Regions from separate parts of the Triticum aestivum genome. Here region 1 is linked to region 2. The links are chromatin contacts, called in public Hi-C maps. All regions are on one chromosome and are shown on one strand. The core of a region is the stretch at or near the end of the contact, and the rest is flanking DNA. Distances in the headings are between cores, read along the strand shown.

Evidence for each region. Hi-C and Micro-C count contacts between places; a contact is called where the count stands out from the background.
Region 1: a Hi-C map of leaf shows a contact between it and region 2, with 5 times the contacts expected there. The contact joins the promoter of LOC123079095 here to the promoter of LOC123074715 in region 2. A contact is called at or near these places in 2 of 5 Hi-C or Micro-C datasets (both in leaf).

The regions. Positions count from the first base shown.
Region 1 is chr3D:389,520,448-389,524,905 of IWGSC CS RefSeq v2.1, reverse strand. It overlaps LOC123079095 (anthocyanidin 5,3-O-glucosyltransferase), which reads left to right and starts at 2,596. Exons shown (of 1, transcript XM_044501769.1): 1 at 2,596-4,243. The coding sequence starts at 2,689. The coding sequence ends at 4,095.
Region 2 is chr3D:388,767,475-388,771,866 of IWGSC CS RefSeq v2.1, reverse strand. It overlaps LOC123074715 (phloretin 2'-O-glucosyltransferase-like), which reads left to right and starts at 1,305. Exons shown (of 1, transcript XM_044497483.1): 1 at 1,305-3,111. The coding sequence starts at 1,549. The coding sequence ends at 2,970.

The sequences.
Region 1 (4,458 bases), core at 1,347-3,846, 750 kb before region 2:
TAAGCCCTTCCCAATACTCCACGTTGTACATATGCTAAAGGTGCCATGTAGGCGAAAAATGTGATGTGGCAAGATAATTAAAAGGAGAGAGATGAGTTTGGTGACCCCAGAAAGAAATAATGCCAAGCGCGAAAACCTAGGCAAAACATTAAATGAAGGAAGCTCGTCAATGCAAATAAAAGAGTTTTGATATAAATCATTAAATGAAGGAAGCTTAGCTCAACAAGTTAAGGCCTCTCCCAATGCTCCACCTTATACAGCCGCTAAGCCTGCCATGTAGCTGAAAAATCTGATGTGGCAAGTTAATTAAGGCCTCTTCCAATGCAAAGGTGCTTAGGTGAGGTGCTAAGTGCATTAAATACCTTAGCAACTTAACTCCCCAATGCATAGGTGCTTACTTGTTGTTGCTAAGCTCACTTCATTTAATGAGTTAGCACCTAAAGTCTTTCATGCATTGGTCAAGTTGTTTCATTTAAGTGGTTTGCCTAAGTTCACGCGCTTGACATTGGTTCTTCCTGGGGTCACCAAAGTGCTCTCTCTCCTCCTTAATTGTTGCGCCATGTCATTTTGTTGCTTATGTGGCATGCTTAGCACTTGTCCACAGGATTTTTTGTCCAAAAGGACCACCTGCCCAACGAAATTGCTAGAAAAGACCTCGTCGGATGAAATTGGCAAAAAAGACCCCCTCGGCCATGGCGGCAACACTGTTTACGCGGGGTACGGTTTTGACACAGTAGAACGGCAACAAACGCGACTAAACAGTGTTGCCGCCACACCAGGAGGCGGCAACACTGTTCACTCGCAGCACTATCACTGTTCATACAGGATGAATAATAATTTTCAAAAAATGAAAAAAATAGCAGAAAAATTCAGAAAAATCTGATTTTTTTGTGAGCAAAGATGATCGAGTGTTCTAAGTGGGTGCAAAATTTCAGAATTTTTTTGAAATTACTGTTCATCCCACATGAACAGTGATGCCGCCACACCGGGAGGCAACATCGCTGTTCACTCACGTCTCGTTGCCGTTCTACCGCGTAAAACCATCCCCCGTGTGAATAGTGCAATGAACAGTTCTGCCGCCTGCTGGTGTGGCGGCAGGTGCCACGTGTCGGCTGGCGCGCCTGCCGCCATGACCGAGGGGGTCTTTTTTTGTCAATTTCATCTGGAGGGGGTCTTTTCTAGCAATTCCGTTTGGCAAGTGGTCCTTTTGGACAAAAACTCCTGTCCACGGTGGAGCACTGGGAAGGGCCTAGGAGGAGATAGATGAATATGGTGACCCTAGAAAAAAACAATGCCAAGCGCGTGAAGTTAAGCATAAATGAAAAAAAGCCCATCAATGCATGAAGAATTTTAGGTTGTAAATCATTCAAGGAAAAAAGTTTAGCTACAAGAAGCTAAGCATCAATGCATTGGAGAGTATAGTAACCAAGCTATTTAATATGCTTAGCACCTTATCTAAGGGGGTGTTTGGTTCAGGGACTTTTTAGTCCCAGAGACTAGAAAAAGTCCTTAAAAAGTCCCTAGGAACCAAACGGGAGGGACTTTTTCTACAGGGACTAGAAAAAGACTCTACTAGAGAGTCTTTTTTTGATTAGTCCCTGGGACTAGAAAAAGTCCTAGGACTTCTGAACCAAACACCCCCTAATAAGCATCGGTACATTGCCAGCAGCCTAAGACTAGCCACAGTGGGAGTAACTTCGGTAGTAACATCGAGTCCAACTCAGCAATTTTGCTTATGTGGCAATGAGTCAATGTGGAGAGATGTAGTACTAGTAACTTAGCTAGTTACTGTAACATCACATGTCCCAATGCAATATGAGTGTATAACGTAATAAATGAAGCTTTGTATGTTACCACACTTATGTTACTACCCACTATTGAGGTAGTAACATAGAGTAGTAACATGTAGATGTTACTACTCTATGTTACTACCCATTGTGGCTAGTCTAAGCACATAATTAAGTGCTTTAGTTGCTAACACCTCGTCTAAGCACCATACTTGGAAGAGGCAATTATTGCATTTTTCCTCCTTCGATTTTCCCTAGGCAGTCTGCTCGCTCATCCATTACGTCAGTGCACCAACAAGGGTCGGGGTCGCCCATGGGCATGGATGCGTACTGATCAATAAATAATGCCAGACGATAGGCGATCGGCCGGTTGAGTATGAGAAATGTACTTTGTGCTCCTGGCAACGCTCTGAACAGCAAGCAAACAAGTCCTTCTAGAAGAAGATGGCGGCGACACCAAGAGCCGATCGGCATAGCAAAAAGGCTCCCGTCACGGCTGACGTCGGCACTCCCGCAGGCGCCACAGCGCCACAGCTATCTCCACGGACCCATGCTTGTGTCCTACCTCAACGGCTTCAGGCTTCAGGCATCGTGACATGTCGACTCAGCTACTCCAAGCACCGTGGCTGGTCATGTGCCGTGGAACGCAATCCTGAGACTCCTGGAGCAAGAAAGGACTCGGCCGTTCGTCCGTTCGTTCGTCGTATGTGGCGCTGAGCTGAGCTCACGCTCTCACGCGGTCATGCATTGCCCTGGCCCTACCAATTTGGATTGAATTCGACGAGCCACCTATATAGGAGTAGCACGGTCCCGGTGGGTCGTTCGTAGAGCAGAGCAGAACTTGAAGCAGAACAGAGCCAAAACCAACCCAAAAAGCATTTCGTGCTAGGACAGTGAAGCCATGGAGAAGACCGTTGTCCTGTACCCTGGCGTCGGCGTCGGCCACCTGGTGCCGATGGTGGAGGTCGCCAAGCTGTTCCTCAAGCACGGCCTGGCCGTCACCGTGGTGCTCATCGATCCGCAGGTCGAGTCCACGGACTTCTCCGCCGCCGTCGCCCGCGCGAGGGCCTCCAACCCCTCCGTCGCCTTCCACGTCCTGCCGCCGCCGCCCGCCGATTCCAACTCCAACAGCGCGCCCACGCACCCCGTCATCCAGATTTTCCGGCTCCTGAAATCCATGAACGCTCCCCTCCTCGACTTCCTCCGCTCGCTGCCCTCCGTCGACGCACTCGTCCTCGACATGTTCTGCGTCGACGCCCAAGATGTCGCGGCCGAGCTCAAGCTGCCGGTCTACTACTTCTACGCGTCGGCCGCCGCCGATCTCGCGCTCTTCTTCAACCTGCCGAGCAAGCTCGCCGGCAGTAAGGTAAAGGAGCTCGGCGACTCTATCATCACTTTCCCGGGTGTTCCTCCGTTAAAGGCTTCGGACTTACCCGAAGTCACCCACAACGATGAAGTACTCAAGGCCATCTCAGGCATGTTCGACCGAATGCCAGATGCCAACGGAATTCTCATTAATTCCTTCGAGTCGCTGGAGACGCGGGCGGTGCGCGCTCTCAAGGACGGGCTCTGCGTCCCTGGTCGTGCCACGCCGCCGGTCTACTGCATCGGGCCGTTGGTTTCGGGAGGCGGAGACAAGGAGCACGAGTGCCTCCGGTGGCTGGACGCGCAGCCGGACCAGAGCGTGGTGTTCCTCTCCTTCGGCAGCATGGGCACGTTCTCCGGTAAGCAGCTCGAGGAGATTGCAACTGGATTAGAAAAGTCAGGGGAGAGATTCCTGTGGGTCGTGCGGAGCCCGCGCAATCCCGACTACAAGTACGGCGATTCGCTGCCGGAGCCCGATCTCGACGCGCTCATGCCGGAAGGGTTCTTGGAGAGGACCAAGGACAGAGGGCTCGTGATCAAGTCTTGGGCGCCGCAGGTGGAGGTCCTGCGCCACAGGGCGACCGGCGCATTCATGACGCACTGCGGCTGGAACTCGACGCTGGAGGGCATCACGGCAGGGTTGCCGCTGCTGTGCTGGCCGCTGTACGCGGAGCAGAAGGTGAACAAGGTGCACATAGTGGAGGGAATGAAGCTCGGGGTGGAGATGAGAGGCTACAACGAAGAGGTGGTTAAGGCCGAGGAAGTGGAGGAGAAGGTCAGGTGGGTTATGGCGTCCGAGGGCGGCAAGGCGCTCAGGGAGCGGGTGGCGGCGGCGAAGGATGCAGCTGCCGAGGCGCTCAAGGAAGGGGGCTCGTCCGACTTGGCGTTTGTCCAATTCCTCAACGACCTGGACACTTCCATAGCCCCAACCGTGCAGCATTGATGTGAAACTTGTAATCTTTATTTAATGTTCGATTCGTAGTAGCGGGCTATCTCATTTTGATATTATATGCGGACTAAGTTTATTTCCGAACCCTTTCGCAGCTACTGTTGGTTTGTTCGAAAAAAAAATTGCACTCTGCTTCTTGTGAGTACCTAACTGTTGTCTCTATTAATGGAATACTTTAGAAATCGAACTGTGCGACAACCGCACCCCTCCCTCCCAGCCACTCTCGCGGGCGCCCTCGGGGGAACCCTAGCTGCCGGCCCCCAGCCCCTCCCCTCCGGCCTCTCCTCCCTCGCCCCGCATCGCCGTCGGGCGAAGCCTGGCAGGCGTGGGTGGCGGCGGGGTCGACCCTTCCCCTCC
Region 2 (4,392 bases), core at 56-2,555:
AGGTAATTAATTGCATTAATGATTTGATTTACAAATTGATTTAGTGCTTGATTAAAAAAATGCATGAATGGTTGCTATGAACGAAGATCACGACTATCGAGTATTGTAGGACATATTTTCTTAACTAATTTCTTATTTGTATGAACATACTTGATTTGAGAATGTAGACTGTCTGGCTCTCTGTATGACAAAAAATAAATATAATGTGACTGCGTCTACAAACATCTGTATGTGGCGGTCCGAGGACCCGCCTTCCGCCATGGCCGTCCTCGACGTCGTGATCCACATCATGGCATTCTCGAGCATCGCATCGGCGTTAGGCTCGGCCACAACGTCTTCCATGGTGTCGCGCACGGCGTCCCTCCGCAGGGGCGCACGGATGTGTACGCCCATAAGAAAAAAAGGTATATATTATTTTTATTGTATTAGAAAATTTGTGATTGTCAATTAATAATAGAGATAATGATAATAATAAATGGCATAGCACGCGGGATTAGCGATTTGTTATGAAGGAATACCTGATTTTGTTTTGGTAGATTATTGAGAAAAATCTATGTGTGTCTTTTAGGAAGGTGATCTTACATATATGGTGTGATTTTTAAATTCTTAATCACTTATTATTTATGTGATTGAATTGAATTAGCACCTGCCTAAACAAGCACGATACAAGATCTCCATAATGAGATTTGGTTTTTTAATGTGAAAGAGAAAAAACCAATGGGATGGGGAAGTGAGAGGTGAAACAAAAATATACTATACCAGGCTACCAACTCCCCCTTTAGGAGTAGAGATATATACATGTGGTTTGGTAGGATGAGAAAATGTGTATATTATTTGGTAAGATAAGAAAAAAGATATGTTGTTTTTGTTGTATTAGAAAAGTTGTGATTGTCATTTAATAGTAGAGATAGCGATATCAATAAATGGCAGCACATTGAGAAGTATCTTATTTTGTTTTGAAATGTTATAAAAAAAGTCTTATTTATGTTTTTTGGGTAGGTCATCTCATATATATGCTGTGATTTCTGAATTTTTAATTACCTATTATTTACTTGATTGAATTGAATTACCACCTTACAAAGTAAGCACGAAATAAGATCTTTCCCTTTGATGGGATTTGGTTCTTTAATGAGAGAGAAAATAAACCAATGGGATGGGATCGCGCGGCGATTAAAAATCAAAGAAATAAAACTGTGGAGGCGAAACTCTCAAGTCTCCTTCAGGCAAGTCCTCTAAAACCATTGCCGACATTAATAGTTAACCAAAAACATATCAATCTACCATCACGACCGCAGACTCCTTTACTTTTTTAAAATAAGTAAATATAAATATGCTAACTTTACAGCTGAAACCATTGCCAGCATTACTGGTTGCATGCGAAACCAAACTAAATCAAACAACGTATCAATCTACCATGACCGCAGACTCAAATATGCTGGTAGTCGCAGGCGGCTACGAAACATCGCCCGTATATATAACACACCCGATCGATTGCCAGCTTCTCTCCTTCAGAGTTCAGAACACTGCCACTGAAACACAGAAGCAAATATGCAGAGCACCGTCGTGCTTTACACATGGATGGTCAGGGGCCACCTCCATCCCATGACACAGTTCGCCCACCATCTCACCGCACATGGCGTTCCTGTCACCGTCGCCGTCGCCGACGTCCCGTCTACAGGCAAGTCCTCTGAGACCATTGCCGGCCTCGCCGCATCCTATCCTTCCGTCTCCTTCCACCTACTACCGCCGTCAGCGACCCGTTCCGCCCAGACGGCTGACCCCGATGCCGATCCATTCATCGCCCTTGTCGCTGACCTCCGCGCCACCAACTCCGCCCTCCTCGCCTTCCTGAGGTCCCTCCCGTCCGTCAAGGCTCTAGTCACCGACTTCTTCTGCGCCTACGGGTTTGATGCCGCCGCAGAGCTCGGCGTCCCGGCCTACCTTTTCTTCACCTCCGCTGCGTCGGTCCTTGCTGCCTACCTGCACATCAACGTCATGCGCTCCACTGTCTCCTTCCGGGACATGGGGCGCTCCCTGCTGCACTTCCCCGGAGTCCACCCAATTCCGGCGTCCGACTTGCCGGAAGTGCTGCTCGACCGCGGCGACAGCCAGTACAAGACAATCCTTAGCCTTATGGAGCAGGTGCCAAGATCTAAGGGCATTCTGTCGAACACGTTCAAGTGGCTGGAGCCCCGCGCCGTCAAGGCGATAAAAGACGGGACTCCCCGTCCCGGCGAGTCAGTACCGAAACTGTTCTGCGTCGGTCCATTGGTCGGCGAGGAGCGGGGAAGCACCGTGAAGCACGAATGCCTGAGATGGCTAGACAAGCAGCCAGCGCGGAGCGTGGTATTCCTCTGCTTCGGGAGCGCGAGCTCGGTGCCCGCAGAGCAGTTAAAGGAGATCGCCGTGGGACTGGAGAAGAGCGGGCACGCCTTCTTATGGGCCGTGCGAGCACCCGTTGCGCCGGACGCCGACGCAACGAAGCGGTTCGAGGGACGGGCCGAGGCGGCGGTGGAGCCGCTGCTGCCGGAGGGATTCTTGGACAGGACGAGGGGACGCGGGATGGTGGTTTCTTCCTGGGCGCCGCAAGTGGAGGTGCTCCGGCACCCGGCGACCGGCGCGTTCGTGACGCACTGCGGATGGAACTCGACGCTTGAGGCTGTTGTCGCCGGGGTGCCGATGCTGTGCTGGCCCATGTACGCGGAGCAGGGGATGAACAAGGTGTTGGTGGTGGAGGACATGAAGCTTGGGGTGGCCATGGACGGCTACGACGAGGCGACCGTGAAATCTAGGGAGGTAGAGGCGAAAGTGAGGCTGGTCATGGAGTCCGAGCATGGGAAGCAGATCAGGGAGAGGATGGCGATAGCGAAAGTGATTGCAGCCGATGCGCTGGAGACCGGTGGGTCCTCAGCGGCAGCATTTGTTGACTTCCTGGATGATCTCAAGATTTCCATGCTAGATGTTATTTAACCTTTAGTGTTCGCCTTGTTCAGCTTGGTGGAATTTGTTTTCTAAATGTTTAAAAACATCCGGCTGATTACAGCGCGGTGTAAACCTCCTCCAATGCGCGCCACGCCTCCAGTACAGAGCCACCACCGCTTTTGCTTTTCACTTAGAGCATGGGTAATAATATGCTCCCTTCGTGTTAAAATAGACTCGACTCAACTTTGTACTAACTTAATTTTAAGTATAAAGTTAATATAAAATTGAGTCATCTATTTTGAAATGGAGAGTAGAAAAGTGTTAAAAACATCCGACTGATTTCTGAAGAAATCAACCACGTGGCTCAAGCGCCATGCGTCCATTAGGCCATGCACCATCTATCACACCCTTCCTTGTCTTCTTTCTTAGAATCACTTTCTCCCTTATCTTCAACCGGTCACGGAGAGCCACTCGTTCTCTTCACTTCTTTGTCTCCTACCTCTGCTTCTCTCATATCCCGTTGTTTTTCTCTCGCCTCTCCCTTGCAGGCTGGCCGACAACTATTGGAGCCGCCACTCGCCGCACCCTGTTGCTGCAAGGAAGCCACCATCGCACCGCTACTGCTGCAAGTTTCTTCTCTCACTTCCTCTCGCTTCTCTCCTCTGCAGCCTCAAACACACCGACGCATCATCATCTTAACGCATGCTCATGATGCTCCAAATCGGCGGCCGGCTCTGCAACCGCAAGGGTTATTCGTCGGCGGTATGGCATGACTGGCCGAGGATTCCACAAGCTCAATGAAGCCCTGCTCACCCTGCTTCCCAAGAAGCCGGACGCGTCTACACTCTCCCACTATAGACTCTCGTGGCCAAGCTCTTCGCAAAAGTCATCTCTCTCCGCTTGGCGCCTCGGATGGGACAGATCGTCTCCGTCAACCAAAGTGCTTTCATCGCCGGGCGCAGCGTGCACGACAACTTTCTTCCAGTCCAGCAAACGACGCGCTTATTGCACAACCTCAAGGCCCCAGAATCATGCTCAAGCTGGACATTGCCAAGGCGTTCGACACAGTCTCTTGGCCCTTCCTCCTCCATGCCCTCCGTCACCTCGACTTTGGGCGACGCTGGTGTGAGTGGATTTGCATCCTCGTCTCCACGGCGTCCACGCGAGTCCTCATCAATGGGAACCTTGGCCCGCCGGTTGATCACGCGTGTGGCCTTCGACAGGGTGATCCTGTCTCCCCCTCCTCTTCGCCATTGTGATCGACACTCTCAACTCCCTGCTGCAGCACGCGCTCAGTGCTGGCATGCTGCATCAACTTACCGCTCGACACGCGGCCCCAAGCATCTCGCTCTTTGCCGACGACGTCATGATATTCTGCCATCTGACCACTAGCGAGCTCGCCACCACTCGGGAGCTGCTCCGGATCTTTGGAGGCCTCCGGGCTCCACACCAACTTCATGAAGTGCTCTG